Linked DNA regions of Mus musculus: regions 1, 3, 4, 5 and 6 are each linked to region 2. Evidence: chromatin contacts called from public promoter capture Hi-C data. All regions are on one chromosome and are shown on one strand. Each heading gives the region's core, a stretch centred on a gene start, on an enhancer-like site or on the middle of the called end of the contact. The rest is flanking DNA. Distances are from core to core; before and after follow the strand shown. Region 1 holds the start of Slc35a5 (solute carrier family 35, member A5). Region 2 holds the start of Cip2a (cell proliferation regulating inhibitor of protein phosphatase 2A). Region 3 holds the start of Atp6v1a (ATPase, H+ transporting, lysosomal V1 subunit A). Region 4 holds the start of Abhd10 (abhydrolase domain containing 10). Region 5 holds the start of Cblb (Casitas B-lineage lymphoma b). Region 6 holds the start of Cd200 (CD200 antigen).

Region 1 (3,230 bases), core at 23-2,522, 3.8 Mb after region 2:
AAGTACAGAACAAAAACTACGCAAAATTATCTGTTTCTCTTTTACTGCTTGCTTTTTACAAAGCAAAATCAAGTTACCGTATGTAGCCTAGAAGGTGTAAGAAAGCTCTGAATGAAGCCCTGAAATTTTACTTTTGAAAGCAAGTAATCCAATCTGTGCTAACAGCTAACCTATCACAACTTTCACCTAAAAATGTCAATAGTGTTTCCAATCTATACAATATACAATCGGCTGTGCTGAACTGTTGCTGTAGGATCACTCAAGTCCAAGATTAATAATCACTTACGGCTACCTTAAAGGCTTGAGAAACGTCAAGTTTCGCTCTAGTTCGGCTCAGAGTTACTAACATGTCACAGTTTACTATGTTCCTCTGAAACCTAAGCAAGTTGGGAATTAGATCACCCGAAAAGCAAAACTTCCTATGAAACTTGGAAGGAAACGTGGCATGCTGTTTAGCCACCAAGCTGTCATCTTTTCAAAGGTTAACCCAGTCTACCTATTTAAAAGACTATGGATGTCAGAACGTTCGTACCTCTGCTCCGCACCACCTAGCCGTGCACTCCAAGGCGGCACTGATCAGTGGAGACAGCAGGCACCCAGTTTCACTCTAGTGGAAGCGGGGAAGCCAGCAAGCCTTGGGACTGGCCCAGGAGCCCAAGGCAAGAGGCAGCACCCGGCCGCGCGACTCGCCCCTCCACCTTCTACACCCCGTCCACGCTGGGGACCGGGACTTGGGCAACCAGGGCAGAGCAAGCCAGACCCTCCCCGCTTACCTTGAGGACCGGGGTCAGGTACTCGGCCACTTCCAGAGCCTTTCCCTTCACCGTGTTGATCACATTCTGCATCCTGGGGCTGGAGCAGCGATAGGGCACGGAGGGACTGTCGCAATCCGGGCCACAGGGGAGTCAAAAACTGCCCCGGACGTGCCCGACTGGCATCGAACCTCGCAGCGGCACCGGCCCGGCCGGGGGGGAGGGGCGGCGACACGCGGAGGCCCGGCCCAGCTGTCACCTGGCCGCCACCGCAGAGGGCCCAAGCCGGCTGAGCGAGAGGCGGGTGCGCGCGCAGCCCCCGGCCTTCTCCAAGCTGTCTCTCTTCCCCGGAGCTCCACTGAACACCCCTTCCGGCTTCCCCTTCCTCTTCTCACACTCTCCCAACAGCCCCGCCGCCACCTAAGGCCTCACGTGACTCGACTCTCCCAGGACACGTGACAAAAGGAGGCCCGCGGGGGCGGGACCGGCCGGCCTCTGCTCCCTCCGGCCCGCCCCCCGGAAGCGCTGGAATGAGCGCGCCTGCGCAATGGCCGCTCAGGCTGCTCTTCCCTAGCGGGCGGCTCTTAGCTTTGTATTCCAGCCCTGGAAGGCAGCGTGAGAAGGGTTGATTTTTATTGTTTTTTGTTTGTTTTTGTTTTTGTTTTTTGTTTTTTGTCGCCTTTGCTCCCGGCTCATAGTTTCCCCACCAATGGGCCTTCAAAACCTACTGCTGCTACTACGAACTTAGGCAGTCACTATGTCGGCTCTATGATGTCCGTTCTTGCACTAGAACCTTCCCTGAGCGACTGAGGTAACCGCGCCCTCGCGGGCTGAGTGTTGTGGCTCGAGCGTGTTAAGGGGCTTGGGAGCCGCCCGCGATTCCTATTGCGCATGTGTGGGAGGGTTTCCCTGACAGTGAGGGAAACCTGGTGGAGGTGGGAGGAGTGCTGACCCATTGGCCTTCTGTCCATTGGCTTGTGCCCACCTGCTCTCTGATTTGGGCCTGTGTCTGCGGCCCTTGACGGCTCTATGTTCCCATCCTACCTGTGCGCGTTGGGCAAGTATTTACCCTGCCTGGAGTTTCGTGACCATCTGTCGTGAAAGACCGACCAGTTAGGCTCACTGACCCAAGATGAGCCTTCTGGTCCCATCCTGGTTCACTTAAGAGTCATTAGCTGTGATTCAACTATTTGCACTGAGGTCGCTTCTGTAAAAGAATCGTTCCCAGTGAGCTCTTTTTCTGCTCTGAAAGGAAAGGCCATTCCAAAATTCATTCCTTGTGGACCAAAGTTAATACGAATAAACTGCTTTTCTGCAGTCCCAAACTGTCAGTTACACATTTCCTAACTTATTTCCAATCTGGCCATCCCCTCTCTGTCTTGAGACTTGCCTCTCCTATCAGATGTTGGCAGTATGGTTTGTTTCCTTTAAGTCCTCTCTGTTGTCCTCGGCTGTCTTCCGTCTGCTGTAGTTGTGGCCAGACTTCTACAGGTTTCCTTTTCTATTCTTCACAGTCTTCAGTCTTTGCATTGTGTTTAATCCTTAGGTCTGCCGACGGGGCTGCTCATGAAAGTGATCTTCTTAAGGCAATTAAAAACCCGTGGAATGGAAAGAAAATGCTCCAGGCGCCCTGGGTTAGGCCCACCAACGCTGTACACATTCCTGCTAGGCATTATATTCATTACTCTAAGTTCAAGTCGAATCTTACTGGTAAAATACTCTGCCAATGAAGGTGAGTTAAAATGGAAATGTGTATGGGGTGCTTTTAATCATTTGCCTGGTGTTCTTATGAATAAATTATACGTGATGCCTTTTAAAGTACTATGCTTTGTGTCCATGATAAAGTGTATTGAAAATTTAAACTTTAACCTTGTGTGTTCCTTGGCAACATTTTTTTAACCCTGGATGAAATTTGGATCATTTAAGTGCAAGGTAAAGCACAGTGTATCTAACATCTGATTATACCCAGATGCCCAACAAGTGTTTCTGGATTTCTAGTAAAACATACAACTATAGCTTATTTGGAAATACAATATATTTGTTTAGTTATCTAGTTGGGCTCCTACTTGTGAATGTAAGTCTCGACTTCAGTTAATATCATGCCCTAGGCTCTGTTTTAATAGCATATTAGTTTCTTTCCTCATTGCTCTGACAAAATACTTGCCCAAAGCAGGTTAAGGAAAGGGTTTCTTTGTGCTCACTATCTGAGCGTAGGGTTCACCAAGCAAAGAGGTCATGGTAGCGGAAGCTCTCGTAGCAGTTATTCACATGGCACCCACAGGCATCAAGCAAGAAGAGAGAGTATGCTTGGGGCAGAAGAGATACCCCAGAAGCAAAGAACACTGGCTGGTTTTCTCGAGTCTGTAGGTTCAGTTCCCAGCATCCACATGGCAACTCAAAACTGACGATAGCTATAATCCCAGAAAGTTGAAATGTACTCCCCAGATCTGCTAAATACACTTCATCCACTGTAGTCTT
Region 2 (3,001 bases), core at 100-2,599:
TATTCTTAATTCCACACAGTTCTGAAAACAATCCAAATGTATTTTTGGATCCGTGGAACACTTACATAAATATCTACATAAATACTTACACATAAAAAAAGGAGTCCTGTTTATACATACAACCTGAATGAATTGCCCTGATTATCTTCGGTGAATGAAGCCACTCAATATTCAACAAAGAAAACAAAACAGACATAGAAAATAGGCACTTGTGATATCTATTCCAGTTGTCAACTAAGGCTACATCTGGAATGAACTAAATCCAGAAATGGAGGGCACATCTGCCCAGATCTTGAGGCTGGAAGACACAGGCTTCAGACATGGGGCGATGTGCTTTTGATCCAGATCTCGAGGCATAGTGGCCATGAAAAGCGTAGGCCCAGGCAAGGTAGTACATACCTTTAATCCCAGGGGAATGAGACAAGTCTCCTGAGTTCAAGGCCAGCTGGGATTGCAAGTTCCAAATCCAGGTGTGGTGATTCATACCTTTAATCTGGGCTCTACCTCCTACTGGAGGACTACATAAGGACAATGGAAGAGGGAATTCTCACTCTTCTTTGCCTGCTTACACTGACTTTCCAGTTGGAACCTACTTCTTCAGGATTCCCGCTTACACAGATGACCAGCGAAAACAACTAGTGTTGAGGGAGTGAGCAACTACTAGATTCCTGGACTTCCCAGTCACAGCTAGCTTCCCCACTTGTTGGGTTAGTAGGAGCGAAACTTTAAGTCCTTACAATAAATCCACTTAATATAAAGGGATACTCCATAAGTTCTGTGACTCTAGAGAACCCTGACTAATACAGCACCTTAAAAAAAGATCCGGAACACACACACACACACACACACACACACACAGTGCGCTCGCATACACCCCAAAGCCTCCTGGTTTGGGTCCGTACACACACACACACACACACACACACACACACACACACACACTGCGCTCGCATACACCCCAAAGCCTCCTGGTTTGGGTCCGTACACAATCCCCTCCTGGCACCCACTCGTTGCGCACACCCAGTCGCTGTCGCCAGTGCAAGGACAGCGAAGCAGCTGCAGGTCTGCCCAGGGCGAGACCTCCATCTTCCGGCCCCACAAGAAAACAGGAGGGGACCGAAGGAGGGGACACCCACTCGCACCCCGAACCTCCTTACCTCCAAGTGCCTCAGCAGCTGAGTGGCGTTCGCCTCCGACTTAACGGCCTTGTACTGACTGATGCTCAGGAGCAGGGACTTCAAGCAGGCGGTGGAATCCATGCCGACGAGCCGGCCTGTCAGCGACCACCGACACCAGCCACCCTCTGTCTTCAGCGGTCGCCGCGCATTTTTTGATTTTTTTTAAGCCCCACCCCTCTTGCGCCTGGCAGCTTCCTGTTCCGGTCGGACTCCGGAAGTCTGGGAGCAGCGGGTGGGACTGCAGTCGGTGATTGGCAGGGTGGGCCTGGGTTCCAGGCGCTGGGGTTGCGGGAAGGTGGCAGGGAGCCATCCCCTCCCACCCCCGCCGCAGTCCCCCTTTGGCGGAGAGGCCGCGAGGTTTCGGCTGGAGGTCCGCGAACACGCGGGAATCTCGCGAGACGAGCTCGTGCGGGCTCATTCTGTGGAGGGCTTCTGGGGCGAACGGGGGTCTCCGTGCCGCGCGGGCTCGGTCCCCGGGCCTTCCTCGGCCTGGGCGCGGCGGGCTCGGCTTTCCGTGCGTGCCTCAGCCTCTGCCCGAGACACGGCCGCTCCCCCCTAGTCTAGACACGGTGAGGAACTCGGAGCCGCCGAAGCTGGGGGTGGGGGCGTAGGTTTGGAGGCGGCGGGAGAGGGGCCTCAGGTTCTGCGGCCCTGGTCCCTGGTGGCCGCAGGCGACTCGCGCAGGCTAAGACCTGTGGCGGTCGGGGTTCCGTGATGAGGCAGCCGGAACTTTACGGTAGGATTTGTCAGAACCCCCCATAGAGAGAGAGCATCCCGGAGTCGCTCCCGGACGCGTTCTTGTCAGCTTTGATGTCTGTAGGCTGAGGGGCCTGTTCTTGTCTGGCGTGATTATTTTGCACATTTCTGTGGCGTCAAAAAAAAAAAAAAAAAAAAAAAAAAAGAAAGAAAGGCACCGTTGAGAATTTTATTATTATTATTATTTTAATCGGAGGTAATGATGTGCACGGATCTAATAACGAAGTGAGTCAGCAACTGGTTCAGGAGCTTAAGCTAGGTTGTGGGATCGAGTAAATGCCCATTTGACTAAGTTCTTCTGAAATTGTGGGAATTCAGGGAACGTTCCTTTTTGTTTTTTGTTTTTTTCTCGTTTGTATTGGTACCTTTTAAAGACGTCATTTATGTTCATATTAAAAGAAAATAAAAGTAAAGCTAACTGATGGCTGGAAAAAGATTGTGCCGTTGAGATAGTCACATGAGAGTTTGTAGCTAGTGCATTCATTCATGCATTCATTCATTCCATTTTAAACAAACATGTATAACGGGGCTAGGGATTGACTGTCACTCAGAACAAAGATGAGGACGTGGTGCCTGCGGAGAAGCAACCATCTAATAATAGTCCAAATAGGAAAGTACTGTTGGAATTCACTACATAAACGAGGAATGCGTCATCACTAAAACGAAGAGCAGCCAGTTTGCTGACAAGTATTTTTGCACCTTTCTCTTTGTGTCTCTGCATTTTACTGCTTTAGGCTTTTCATGAAGTGAAACCTAAGAGTAGACTATTTTACACGATAGTTTATTCAGTAAATTCTTATTGAGCTTCAGAAATAGTAGCCTTTATTACAAAGCCAAAGTGCTAGAAAGAAAAAAAAAAATGATCTCTTCCATTGACATAACAGGCATATCCCCAAAATGATGCTTTGATCACTGATGCGTGTGTGATGCTGATCCAGTTAGATCATACTAAACTGAAAGCTGAATGAATGATCTCTTCCTGTGACCTAGTGACATCTTACTTGCCACAGTGTCATAACTACACAGCAGCAGCATATGAAAGTATAGCACATACTGTTATGGATGGC
Region 3 (3,222 bases), core at 594-3,093, 4.9 Mb after region 2:
AGAAACGACTTACTTCGCTCTCCATAAAACGATGTTGAATAAACAACTAACTGAAACTGTAGTTATAATTTTCAGCTGACTTAGAAAGAAAAGACCGTTTAATATGTTTAAGCTTTCTTTTTTTTTCTTCTAATGACTGTAAGTAAAGGCAACCTCCAAAACTCGCGACGCTAAATACTGTAACAGTATATAAATCAATGGAAAGGAAATACTTCCTATCAAACGGGAACAGTTAAACCAAAATAACTTCTAATGTTACGGAAGATTTGCAAGATTAAACCTCAACTTTGCTAACGAAGAGCAAAAGCAGCAGCTCTCCTCCTTGCACTGGAGGGGGGGGGCAACACACACACACACACACACACACACACCACTGAAGCAATAGCTCCACCTACTGATCCATGGCTACTTCCTTAAACATTTTGGCACCCCAAAGTCTACACCGCTCCAGTTTATTCCCCCTCCCCTCCCGACCGCCCGCCTTCCTCCACTCGCTCTGACCCAACCCAAGTCCGTTGAGTCACTAGCTCCTAGCACTCATCCCCCGTGCTCTTTATTCCAATTCCTTTTCCCTCCAGAAGGTTCTGCACGGCCCACAAGTCTTAAGAAAACCCGCAACGTGTCAAAGCCCGCGGCCACAGCGCCGTTCCCGGATCTGGAGGAGCACCTTCAGGTGGCTCGGTGGTGCGCTCCCGGGAAGAGGCCCCCGGGCGCCTCATTCCTCCTCCCCGTGATCTCAGGCGGTGCACACACGTGAAACCGTGGACTCGCGCCCTTGCCTCCGTCGGCCCTTCAGCCCGCCAACAGCCGGCCTAGCCTCCGCCCCCCTCCGGGAGCCGCGGGACCGGGGAAGCCCGGCCATGACCCTCCGCCCGGGCTTCGCGCGCGTCTCTTCCCCGCAGCGCTCTCCCTGTCCATCGACCCACGCCCCTCTCCTGGGCCCCGGCCGCCGGGGTCCCCCCCACACCCCCGCCAGCTGCCCTTCCTCACCCTTTCATCTTCCCCGTCTGCTGAGGCCGTCGTTACAGCCGCCGCCAACGCCGTCGTCCTCGTCGCCCGGAGCTCTCCGCCCGCGCCCTGAGCTCAGACCACTCAACCCCACACGCCGGTCTTTTGGCTGAGAAGCCAAGCCAGGCCCTGAGGCTCCGGGAGACGCGGGGAAATCTGCCGCCGCGCTGCCGCCGCCGCCGCTCCTCCACACGTGCACTCGGGACACTCGGCTCCCGCCCGCAGCTGCCGCCAGCCAGACCCGCCGCCGCGCTGTGACCTTTCACCCCGCCCCTCAACGCGCCGGCGCGGCCGCCGCGTCGCGCGCAGGCGCAGTGCTCCGCGCCGCCAGGATTCCCCGCCCCCCGCTCTCCAGGGGCCGGGCCTACGGCCCGCTAGCTCCTCCCACCCTTTGCGACACTCTCTAGGGGATCTGGCTTGGTAGGCTCCGGCGGCAAAATCCGGATCTTTCCACCCTTCTCTCGCTTTCAAGCCAGCAGGATCAGCCTTTCCCGCCCCCCACCCCGATTCCTTTCTAGCCCTCCAGTGACCTTCAAACCCTCTGGCCGACTAATAGGGTTTTGTAAAACGGATTCTTCTCAATGTAAGAAAGCCCATGGGAACTTGCAGTAAATGTGTTTTAAATTCAAAAGGTAGTGATGGGTCCGGATAACTTGGCGATCCTCCAGCAGGCAAACCTCACAGGGTTTTTTTTTTTTTAAATCACGTGATAGGCTTAACGTCTTCCAGCCCAGGATTTTACTGGGGCCTTAGAGGCGGGACTCATGGCCATTTCCGGTCCCTAGAGCGTGACTTAGCGTCACTTCCTTAGCAATGCACTTTAACCCTTGCCATCCTCGTCTTCTGTACTGTAGTTTCTGTAACCCCCGTCATTGTAAAAAAAAAAAGAAAAAGAAAAGAAAAAGAAACTAACGCTTTTCTGAAGTCGCGGAACCATTCACATCCAAGGCGGTCCGCAAAGATTTAAGCCTGCGAGACGCGGCGTGACGGGCGAGGGGAAGCGGGGTGGGGCTTGAGGACACATGACTAGCTAGGACTGGCCCGCCTCCTGCAGCTGAAGACTTCCCCTCTCTCAGTGACAGAGCCTCTGGGTCCCGTCTAGGTACACTTTCTGCATTTCGAGCCCGGGCAGGTGAGGTGCGACAGGTAACTCGTGGCTGGTGGGGACGATTGACAGGGTGAGAGCAGATAGGGTGTGTGAATCGCGGCCTGCGGATGCTTGGGGCTCCCTTTCCGTTGTCCTCCTGCACGGGCGAGGAGCTCATTTCTGCTAGACCCCTGGCCCTTCACCATCACCGTGGTCCATTGACTAGGGATTATGATGCCCACCTTTTCCCTGGGTTGAGAGCGAGTACGGCCATTATGGTTCCCTATTTGGAGCCTTTGGGGCTGATTCAGGTGGTAGGATTGTGTTAGCTATTTCTTGGGGGTCTGCAACAACCGACGGATCCCATTCCCCTAAACTCCTTCCTTGGGAAAGGCCATGGCCCGGGTGATCCGGATGGTAGGAAAACCCCGGGAGGCAGAGGCGTCTCCGGTGAGACAGGCTTGGGAGGGGATGTCACTGAGATGGCCCTCACTGCAGAGTCACACTGAAGGGCTTTCCCCACAAATGTGCGTTCTCAGTGATCCTAAGGGTTTGCCGACATCCTTGCAGAGGTTCAGGGAGTCTTCAGATGAGACTGGAAGGGTAAGAGCGGGCCTTACACCTTTTTTTTCGGAGAGAAGGTGGTTGTACTCTCCTCAGAACAGGGTGTTGGTAATGCGACAGTCTCGGTTGGTTGGGAAGGTGATGAAAGGTGGTGTTGCCTTGTTGGGCTGGAGACCCAGACTAGCTTATGGGAAAGTGACGAGGTTTTCCCGAAGGGGAAGTAATTTTACGGAAACTGATCAGGCTGAAAACATCATTAATCCAAATCCATGTGTGTATAGTTTAAAGACTAGAAGATCGAGTCTAGACATTACTGACTTCATGTTTTCTGCCTGTGGGTCATTCCTTTTTGACATTTCTTTTAAGTCCTACATAATTGCCCTTCCCAGTCAGTTTAAAATTTGTGAAGTAATGCTTGTGCTCTTAATTCGCTTTTGCATTTGTTAAAAAATTCAAGTGACCCTTCTCAGACTTGAGAGTGCATAATATTTTGTGAAAATACAGAAATGGTTTTGCCTAGGGTTACCCAACCCTTTGTACTCCATTTTATGTGCACCGTAGTA
Region 4 (3,199 bases), core at 564-3,063, 3.3 Mb after region 2:
TTCCCGCGAATCTCTAAAAGGACAGTACCCAAGTTTCCTTCTGTTGTTGTAATAAATGGCATGACCAAAGGCAACTGTACGGGGGAAAGAGTTTATTTGGCTTACTGGTAAATATTCATCACTGAGGAGAGACAAGGCAGAAATTCACCACAGAAGCTTGAAGCAGAGACCACCAAGGAATATTGCTCACTAACTTGTTTCCAGGCTCACAGCCACTGACATTTTATACAATCCAGGCCCGCAGAGGGCTAGGACCACCTACATCAATCAGCAATCAAGAAAATGCCCCCCACAGACGTGCCTCCAGGCCAATCTTATGGGTGTAGACAATTGTCCAATTAAAAATCCTTCCTTCCTAGGTCCTCAATCTGACAAAACAAACTGAGACAAATAAAGTGGTTTTACATAAAAACATATATTTTTTTCACAAAGTACAGAAATTTCAAGCAGAATAGACAAGATAAAGTCCTATACTTAGTGAGACTTGAGGCTGCCAAAATTATTTTGAAAGATGTCAGAATCCAGAGACCCTAGTATCACAATTAATTGAATTATTTTCTATTGCCATTGATTCACCCCCTTCCCTGCCATTCCCCCACCCCCTTGTTAAAAAACAACAACAACAACAACAACAACAACAACAACAAAACGGTGCTATTGAAGGTAACACAGAGCCTTATGAACTCCTGTTTGAAGGGACTCTAGCCACCTTGAGCATGGCAAACATGTCTCTGGAAGGCCTGGTCCTTCTCTCTCATTTCCTCTGCCTTGCTAGAAACTGTAGCCCCCAAGGTCTATTCCCTTATTTGGTCACTTCCTGCTAAACCTAGTCCAGAAATCAAAGTATTTAAGTCCAGCAATCAAAAGCCCCCTTGTGGCTGTCCTAACTAACCTGTCCAATTAAACACCTCATCCGTACATGGGGTTCACCCTTTAACCTTTATAAACAGCCATATTCCTATGAGCCATGTCTGTCTCCTGTCGATTCAGAGGCAGTCCTATGTGCCCCCTCCCCCAACAAAAAAACCCTTCCTCCTCTCTTCTTTCCTCCTTCTTCTCCCTCCTCCCCATTTCTAGTCTTTGTCTTTTGCTCTCTGCCCTTTGTGTCTCTGGGGCAAATCTCCTTTTTGTGCTGGGAATTTGGTCTTGGGATGTCTTGCGCCAATATTTAGAATAGTCATAAAGGGCATGATAGTTCAAAGCGTACTGAAAATTGTGTGTATTATAATAACATGGCCAGATTGCCTGACAAAAGACTTTAGATAGTTACCCATCAAGCAACCATATGTGAATGAGTGTTTTCAGTAATTTTGCCTGTGGCTGCTCCTTTGAATTTTCAGCAATCTGGTGAGTGGGAAAATGTTTGGGAGAGATCAAAGAATGTTGATGCGACTCCAATGATGTGACTTTAAGATTAAGGTCGCCTCTTGGAAACCTTTCCCCCATAGCTGAAATGGAGTCATAGGGAATGAATGGGTAAGGCAAGAAGCCTAGCAATTTTTGTCCCAGGTCTTTGGTTTCTCTGGATGATAACACGGTTTCCCATCTATGCACGCTCAATTTGACCCTGGCTCCTCTCCGACATTTCCGCAGCTTACTGCGAAAAATACCGGCCAAGGCCGCCCAATGTCACAAGCCAAATGCCCTTTGGGGGAGACAGAACAACCCAGTAGAGACAGCAGTACCCCAGACAGCACCTTTGCGCATGCGTCTCCGCGCCCGGGGGCGGGGGGGGGAGGAGGTGAACAAATCCCACGTGATGCTTGTAAGCAACCCCCACCCCCACCCCACCCCGCTCCCCGCGGACTGCGCGTGCGTGACCTCGGGACCGCGCGACCTGCGCGCGTCTGTAGCGGGCGCAGGGGCAGCTGGGAAGATGGCGGCCTGGGCCCCTTGTCGGAGGTGGGGCTGGGCGGCTGTGTCCTTCGGCCGGCACCCGGGCCTGAGCGCGTCACTAGCTCGGAAGCCCCCACGGGCATGGTGGCTCTCAGGTTAGTGTACGGAAGGTGGGGCACTGGGGCTCTTTGGAAGGCCCGGCGACCGTCCAGTGCCCGTCTGGAGCCGGCTTGGCGCGCCATTTAAAACTGCTCTGGCTGTCTCGGCACTGAACGCTGCTGGGCAAGGCTAGGGGAGTCTGCTTTTCTGCTGAGGCCCTGCGGCGTTCTTGGAAGTCCTTGTTAGCGGTTACACTGCGATTTAAGGAGTTCCTACGTCCTCTGAATCAAACGTCAAGAGCAGAAAGAAAAAAAATAAGATGTGCATTTAATGTGTTTGGTTATTAGCTGCTCCTAGAGCTTTTCATATGGATATATGTCAAGTGGTTAGCCTTGCCTGTCATGGACTTGAGGAAACAAAGTATGTATGTATATACATGTAAATGCTGTCTTTAGACCTAATATCTGATTGTTCTTGTTTAAAGAATTGGAGTTACTCTACAATGGAAGCTAAAATGTGGATCAGTAGTATTACATGCGTAGAATACATGATTTGTGTACATGTATAGTTATCCTTAAATAACATCCTTGGTGTCCTCTTCACATCTTGCCACACAGCTATTAGATAGCTACATAGTGCTTGGAATACTAATGCCATTATATAACAAGTTTAGTTTTTTCAAGTATGTAATCGGTTTAACTTAACACTGTACATACACACACACAAGTATGTCAGTTCGATAACAAGAGTAAAATATATTTTTAAATTTCTTTAACAGTATTCATTGACAATATATGCATCAGGCTTTCAGCTAATCTATATTATATAAAGATGATTTATAGATTGAAGGTTGGATCTGTTGTTTTATAGCTAACAAACATCACTTCAGAGTAACTGCCTGAAATGAAATTTATTTGTTGGGAGGTAATGTCTGAAAGGGGATAAAAGGATACTTTGAGTATATAATTAAAGAAATGGAAAATGAACATTAATATTGATACAATCTATTGACCAGTAAACTGATCCCCTGTAGCCTTGTTTTAAATCCAGTTTTAAACTTGGCACATTTTTCCAGAGACTAAAACCTTGAATCTGTTTGACACAAACAAGGGATAACTTTAAAGCATTTGATTCTTTGTGTGTGTTTGGGGTCGGGGGTATGGATTGTTGATGTTTGTGAGACAGGGTTTCACTACATAGCCTCTGTCTTTCCTACAACTCATTGTACAAAACAAGGTGACCTGGAAATGGTAGTGGCCCCCCC
Region 5 (3,191 bases), core at 587-3,086, 3.0 Mb before region 2:
AGAAAGAGTAATAAAAAAATAAAAGTCTTTCCTCTGAATTCAACTTTTGCAAACACAGAGTTGAAGAAAAATGGCCCAACCTAAATACAAAGCTCATCACCATAATAGTGATTATTAGCCATACATATAAATAAAACCCGAAGAAATCGCATTCAGGGTGCTGAGGGCCGTGTACACACACTGACTGAACTCACCACTTTGTCCATGAGTTTCCAAGTCTTCTCCACAGTCCTGCGGTCAGCTGCAGCTTGCTTTGGGGGTCCGACTGCATCCTGAATAGCATCAATAATCCCCAAAATGCGACCTTTGCGGGGGTTTCCTCCTCGACCACCAGGATTTCTGCCATTCATAGAATTTGCCATCTGGAATCTTAGTCCTTTTTGCAAGATAGAATTTCAAGAGAGGAAAAGTTAGCTGGATATGAAAGTATTTCCCCAACAGGAACCTGAACTGAACAGGCTCACTTGTACCCATTAATGATATTCTCCGCTGTCTCTGTGACAAAGCCCAGGGTCCCAGATTCAACTTTTTAGTAACCCTGAGTAAGGGCATCCTCCAAGTTAGGAGCCATGACACAAGATTTGCTCTTACAATACTAAAAGTTAAAGATGCATCCTCTGCCCGTGTTCTATGAAGCTACAGCTCAACATCATCAACAAAACAACTTTTAACAGGTAAGAACACAATGTCGTCCCCCCCCCCCCTTCTGCTGTAATCCAGATTCGAAATACTAGAGCTGCAACTCCTAAAATTCACGTTGGGAGCCTCACTTCAGTAGCCTCCTTCACGCTGTTTGATTTCGCCAAGTTATTACATAAATGCAAAGTACTCCACACACGCAAAAGGGACACGTCTCTTGTCAACAAAGGCGGAGGACTTGGATACCCCCCCCGCGCGCCCCGCGCGCGCGCGTCCCCTCTCCATTCCCCCAACACCCCCCCCCCCCGCAAAAGCCAGCAGCTGCGGACACACAAATAGTTCTTTAAAGCAGTGAGGTGAGTAGTTTTTCCCTAGAGCCAAATAAACAAACCAACAAGCAACCCCTTCTTAAAAAGCGGTGAGAACCCGGCAAGGGCGGGCACGCACCGCGGAGTTCACTTCTCCGGTGGTCCCTCTTCTGCCTACCCGGTATCAAGTGGTCCAAAGCTTTGTTTCAGAACGTCTGTACCCTTTCCAGGCTCGGGCCTCTAGCCCGCCACTCAGGGGTCTGGGAAAGAGACGAGGAACTCAGCAAAGATAAAGTAGCCCTAGACCCCGTCCTGGCTTCCCAATCCCACAGCCTGCCCGATCTAGCGCCAGTAGCACGCACCTCCCACCGGCGGCGATCAGCCAGAGTCCGCTCCCTCCCGGGCCCCGGGCCAGCCAGGGACTGCTGTTTAAATCCCCACTTGGCTCAGGCCCGCAGCGGCGACAGCAGCTGGAAGCTAGGGCTGTCCCCTCTCCCTGATGGCCCGCGCCCAGCTGCAGGGCCCCCGAGCCAGCAAGAGACGTCCAACCCCGGGATGACCCATTCCTTCCTCTACTCGGGTCACCGCGGCCGTCCCGAGCCACGCGTGATCGCGGGTCCCACTCCACACACACACGCTGCCCTGGCTGGGGTGGCTCGGGTGGGGACTCTGTGGAATCGCCCTAGGAGAGCGCTCCGGGGAAGGAGCCACCGAGATCTAGGAACACCGAGACGCGGGGACGCGGCAATTACCGTGCAAAAAGCTCCACGCCCGCCCGGCAGTCCCGCGCCACACTCGGGAGGCCGCCGCAGCGCCCGCCGGAGGAGGAGACCACTCACTGGCCACCCCACCCCTGAGCCATCCCCGGAGACCAAGGCGTGGGGCGGAGCTAAGGCGGAGCCTTGAGTCTTCGAACCAATCCTGAGAGGCTGCTTTCTGCCAGACAGCGGGCGGAGCCAATGGGCGGGACGAGACGCTCCTCCCGCGCTACCCCCCAGTCCACGTCCTCCACGGTACACAATGGCCCCAGAGGAAGGCCCACTCCACTGCGTCCCACTTGGAGAAGAACTCGTTGGGAAATGGACCTAGGCTAGCCTGGAACAAAAGTGGAACGAGGAAAGGAACTGAAAAAGTAGCAGCAAGGCGCCGGGGAGCTAACCAATGAGGGGTGCGCAGGTGGGCGTGAGCGCCCCGAGCGGGAGTCTAAGCCAACTGGGGCTAAAAGGCGGGACTTCCTGCCTCACTCACCTTCCTAGTCTTTGTTTCATAGCAACAGAGTAGAGGCTGCCAGGGTGGTGCTGCTTTTCAGCTCTGGGCGGGTCCCAGGCTTAAGAAATTCATCTCCCTAGGGCTGCCAAACTGCTACCCAGGAGAGCAGCCAAATAGGTCCAAGACCATGTTTCTTGTTGACTGTCAAATAAAGAGCAGCAGTCCCATAGCTCCTAAGATGAAGGTTACCCTCACATAGAGTAGGCTAGGAGTAAAACCCGAGTGCCAACTAAAACTTCCTAAATTTCTGAAATGTTTCCCTTTTACTATTAGTTCTAGAAGGATTCCAGATCAAACATCAGGCTGATGAGAAAGCAAATACTTGACAACTCTCAGCTAAATAGTCTCTGTAAATCGTCCCAGGACAGTAAAAACTCCACACAATGGGGATTACTAATCTGTTTGACACCTTTATATTCCAAACAAGTTTTCCCCTGGATTCCAGTAAAGAACTCTGCTGTTGGATTTTTGCCAGAGTCACTTTTCTTCTATGTAGATGAATCTTCATTTTAATGACAACCCTGTTTCTGCCATCCTCTTCCAGTGTTCGTCTCTTTCTGGGCTCCGTCCTTGATAGCCGTGTAAAAGAAAACAGTCTGGTAACGCTTACAGTGAAATGCCAGGGCCCTTCTGTCATCAGAATCACACATTAGACAAGTTCCATGATTCTCTCTATTTGGTTCACCATGCTCGTACCATTTGCCCCAGGTTTACATACCTGGGAGTGATTTCCTCTGTCATTGGTAGTATGGATACACCTCACACCTTGAGCTCCTGGGTGTAATACTTTGCACTTTTTAAAAATGTCATACGTGCATACATGCATAAGCATACATATGTACATACATACATACATACATATAAGCATTTTCTAACCAACTATCCTGATAAATGTGTCTCAGTGGTTCTGCCAATCCCTAATAAGTATTTTAGTGCTACAATTATTACTGTGAAGGCTCCTGAGTGGTCATAGAA
Region 6 (3,367 bases), core at 436-2,935, 3.6 Mb after region 2:
GTCAGAGGGAAGGGACTTGAGGAAGACCTTTGGTTTAGACTCTCTCCACATGTCTGTCTGTGGGTCTCTGAACCAGATTTTATCTGTTGCTGCCTCTCTGATGACAGCTGGTCAAGGCCCCAATCTATTAGTATAGCAGAATGTCATTAAGAATCATTCTTTTCTTCCTTCCATTTTTTCTTCTTCTTCTTCTCTCTCCCCCTTTCTCTCTCTCTCTTTCTTTCTTTCTTTCTTTCTTTTTCTTTCTTTCTTTCTCTCTCTCCCTCTTTCTCTCTCTCCCTCTCTCTCTTTCTTTCTTTCTTTCTTTCTCTTTTTCTTTCTGTCTTTCTCTCTCTTTCCTTCTTTCTTTCCCCAGCTGTGTTTGGTTCTACCCTAGGACTCTGGGCTTTCCATTATCTGGTTCTTGACCATCCAGGCAATATAGGTACAAGCTCTCTCTTATAGGGTGGGCCTCAAGTTAAACTAAACATTGGTTGGTCACTCCCTCACATTTTCTACTAAAATCTCATAGGCAGGACATATTGTGGGTAGAGGATTTAGAGGCAGGTTTAGTGTCCAGGTTTGTCTTTTCATGGTCTGTAGAATACCTTCTCACACCAGAGAGACTAGAGTCTAGAGTCCAAACCTCAGCTCTAGCCTCTCTATGTTCAGTGAGCTGAATGAAAGTTGACCTCAGCAATGGGTCCCACTGTCAGGTTTTAGAGGGTGACCTTCAGTTGTAGGTCCCAAGTCTCTCTCTCCTCTCTCTCTCTTTCTCGATCTCTCTCTCTCTCTCTCTCTCTCTCTCTCTCTCTCTCTCTCTCTCTCTCTCTCTCTCTCTCTGCTTTATACTTGTGATTGAAGATGTGATCTCTCTGGCAGCCTGGTACCATGCCTCCTGGTCACTTAGAGACTCTCCTCCTGTAGCTATAAGCCCAACAAATCTTTTTCCACAGGTTTCTACTCTAGTACAGAAACAGAAATGTCACCAATATAGTCAATCGTTTCTGTAAAGCTTTCATCAAGGAAAAACCTCAGTTCCAGGGCTTCCTGTGACTCATTTGATCTGTCCCTTGGTTCTCATCTGTTTTAAGGAATACTGCAGGACAATCTGATTAGCAGAAAGAAAGTGCTTTTGGGTTTTCAGGAAGTGTGTTCACAGGTAACTCTGAGCCCTTAGGACCTCTAAAGCTCTAGATGAGGTACCTGGTAACCACACACACACACACACACACACACACACACACACACACACTCGCACTGGCCTTTAATATAACAAATCGTAAAATAAAGTTTTCCTTTTTTTTTTCCCCCAGGGTGTCTGTATGAAGCTCCTTACCTTCCCCCTACACACACACACACACACACACACACACACACACACACTATTGTTCTGTTCTCCGTGTTTATCTTTTGCTGTACAGAACCACAGGATGCACCAGGTTTCTGACTCAAATTACTGTCCACTCAAGTTAGTTCCCACTCTGATTTTTCTGTATGGACTACGTCACCCTATACTGCCATTTGGCACGGGAGAGAGGCCAGTGATGGGAATGCAGACGAAACATGCATACACATGTAAAATAAGATAAATAAATCTAAAATGAAAAAAATATAGAGTGATTCTTTCACATTTTTGCTATATTACTCTAAAAGGCGAGAACCTGGCGGGGGCGGGGGCAGGGGCTAGGGATGAGGTTGTAGAGGGCGTGGTTGGTTGGTCGTCTCTTCCTCCACACTAGAGGAGCTGTAGAGTCTGCCTGTGCAGTGGAGGGGGCTCTCTCTACGGCGAATAGTAGTGTCCCTGCTCACAGGTGTTGCGGAGATATCCTCCATCGTGGAAGAGCTCAGACCCCGAGAAGCTGGTGTCTAGCTGCGGCCCAGAGCAAGGATGGGCAGTCTGGTGAGTGGAATCTGAGATGCGAAGGAGGGCGGAATGGGCGATCTGGAGCCGCGGCTCTCAGAAGCCAGTGGAGCCTGCGAGAAAAGCAAGGAAGCTGTTCTTTGGAGAAGTGGTATCCGGGGCTCGGAGCTCTGTAAGGAGGCACCGGCCGGAGAAAGCCCGGGGAACGCGTGTATCTAGGGTGGGCGGCTTTGCTCCTTGCTGCGATTCCATTGCGAAAACACGGCCTGAGCTCCATGGCTCCCAGAAGGGGAGGAGTAGCTCTTTGCGTCCCCTATGTTGGTCCTTAACCTGCAGCAGGGGTGTAGCCTAGTAATCTCGCTTGCTCTCTTTCTCACCCCCTCTCTTGCTGCATTTCTGCTCCTTGCCTAGGAAACCATGAAGCATCTAGCAGTACTGCAGCGAGCAAGCCACAGCTTAGTGGTCTTGTTAAATGCCAAGGTATTTAGAGGAGAGGCCGACATTTTGAGTCTTTGGTACTGTTTACAAGGCAGAAAATTTTAAAAGGAAGGGTGGTCATACGCCTTATTCTTTATACACACGGAATTGGTAGAATTGAATGCGAATCTAAACGCAATTAAACCCCAGGTACCACTTTTCATCAGGCTGACAAAGACCGACTTGTGTTACCTTTCTTAACAAAGAGGAATGTGGATCTGTCAGCTAGATGCTCTTAATGTTCAAACAAGGAATTGCTTTCTGTTTTACAAAGAATCGGAGAGAGAGGTTCTTTTTTTTCTCTCCAAGTCTCTGTGGCTGCAATGAAATAAGGTACAAAATCAGACCTAGAAAGAATAGGGGAATGGGGCTATGCACCTAGCAGCTGTGGAGTTGTCAGCTAAGACCCAGGAGCTAATGAACATCCACCTTCTTGATAAGAATTGTAGGAGGATTTTTTTTTTTGAATCTTCATGATTGGACTCTCTAGTTAATTCTTGATTGGTTAATCTTTTAGCATCCGTTAAATTCTGGGCACTGTCTTCAGGGTTTTAACCGTGGAATTGTCACCTCACACCTGTGATATTGCTGCAGCACTGACTTGCTGGGTTTGCAGTAGGCAAGCTCCTAGGATCTTTACCATTCAAAAATGCTATTTAATAAAGATTTTTGTATATTTGCATATGCACAATAAGATCTCTTGGGAGTGGGACTCCAGACTAAACAGGAAATTCATTCATTTTTCATGTAGGTCTCTCTCTCTCTCTCTCTCTCTCTCTCTCTCTCTCTCTCTCTCTCACACACACACACACACACACACACACACACACACACACACACACCCTCAGATAATGCCATGATTATACAGTTCCTCTTGATGACTATAACTATCACATGATGGCAGGTGTGGAATTTTTCATTATAACATTGTCAGTACTCAGAAGTTTCAGATATTGAAGCATTATGATTTTTCAGTTTCCCACCTATGTTTCATTTAACCCTGAGATTAGTACTGATGTCTTCCCCCCGCCCCGCCCCGCCCCACCC

Evidence for each region. Promoter capture Hi-C pulls out the DNA fragments that hold promoters and counts their contacts.
Region 1: a contact with region 2 is called in a promoter capture Hi-C map of pre-B cells. The contact joins the promoter of Slc35a5 here to the promoter of Cip2a in region 2. A contact is called at or near these places in 4 of 39 promoter capture datasets (the C10 cell line, cranial neural crest, frontonasal cranial neural crest and 1 more).
Region 3: a contact with region 2 is called in a promoter capture Hi-C map of pre-B cells. The contact joins the promoter of Atp6v1a here to the promoter of Cip2a in region 2. A contact is called at or near these places in 2 of 39 promoter capture datasets (cranial neural crest and pre-B cells).
Region 4: a promoter capture Hi-C map of pre-B cells shows a contact between it and region 2. The contact joins the promoter of Abhd10 here to the promoter of Cip2a in region 2. A contact is called at or near these places in 6 of 39 promoter capture datasets (the 3T3-L1 cell line, the C10 cell line, cranial neural crest and 2 more) and 2 of 484 Hi-C or Micro-C datasets (the G1E-ER4 cell line and pre-B cells).
Region 5: a contact with region 2 is called in a promoter capture Hi-C map of pre-B cells, with 5 times the contacts expected there. The contact joins the promoter of Cblb here to the promoter of Cip2a in region 2. A contact is called at or near these places in 1 of 39 promoter capture datasets (pre-B cells) and 2 of 484 Hi-C or Micro-C datasets (pre-B cells and rod photoreceptor).
Region 6: a promoter capture Hi-C map of cranial neural crest shows a contact between it and region 2. The contact joins the promoter of Cd200 here to the promoter of Cip2a in region 2.

The regions. Positions count from the first base shown.
Region 1 is chr16:45,156,715-45,159,944 of GRCm38.p6, reverse strand. It overlaps Slc35a5 (solute carrier family 35, member A5), which reads left to right and starts at 1,272. Exons shown (of 7, transcript NM_028756.4): 1 at 1,272-1,563; 2 at 2,299-2,484. The coding sequence starts at 2,319. It overlaps Atg3 (autophagy related 3), which reads right to left and starts at 1,116. Exons shown (of 12, transcript NM_026402.3): 1 at 774-1,116. The coding sequence starts at 845.
Region 2 is chr16:48,992,536-48,995,536 of GRCm38.p6, reverse strand. It overlaps Cip2a (cell proliferation regulating inhibitor of protein phosphatase 2A), which reads right to left and starts at 1,349. Exons shown (of 21, transcript NM_172616.2): 1 at 1,158-1,349. The coding sequence starts at 1,259. It overlaps Dzip3 (DAZ interacting protein 3, zinc finger), which reads left to right and starts at 1,395. Exons shown (of 32, transcript NM_001110017.2): 1 at 1,395-1,747.
Region 3 is chr16:44,137,880-44,141,101 of GRCm38.p6, reverse strand. It overlaps Atp6v1a (ATPase, H+ transporting, lysosomal V1 subunit A), which reads left to right and starts at 1,843. Exons shown (of 15, transcript NM_007508.6): 1 at 1,843-2,140. Naa50 (N(alpha)-acetyltransferase 50, NatE catalytic subunit) reads right to left here and starts at 1,311. Exons shown (of 5, transcript NM_001347239.1): 1 at 991-1,311. The coding sequence starts at 998.
Region 4 is chr16:45,741,569-45,744,767 of GRCm38.p6, reverse strand. It overlaps Abhd10 (abhydrolase domain containing 10), which reads left to right and starts at 1,813. Exons shown (of 5, transcript NM_172511.4): 1 at 1,813-1,991. The coding sequence starts at 1,877.
Region 5 is chr16:52,030,194-52,033,384 of GRCm38.p6, reverse strand. It overlaps Cblb (Casitas B-lineage lymphoma b), which reads right to left and starts at 1,836. Exons shown (of 18, transcript NM_001033238.1): 1 at 1,700-1,836; 2 at 195-376. The coding sequence starts at 362.
Region 6 is chr16:45,407,371-45,410,737 of GRCm38.p6, reverse strand. Cd200 (CD200 antigen) reads left to right here and starts at 1,685. Exons shown (of 6, transcript NM_010818.3): 1 at 1,685-1,882. The coding sequence starts at 1,871.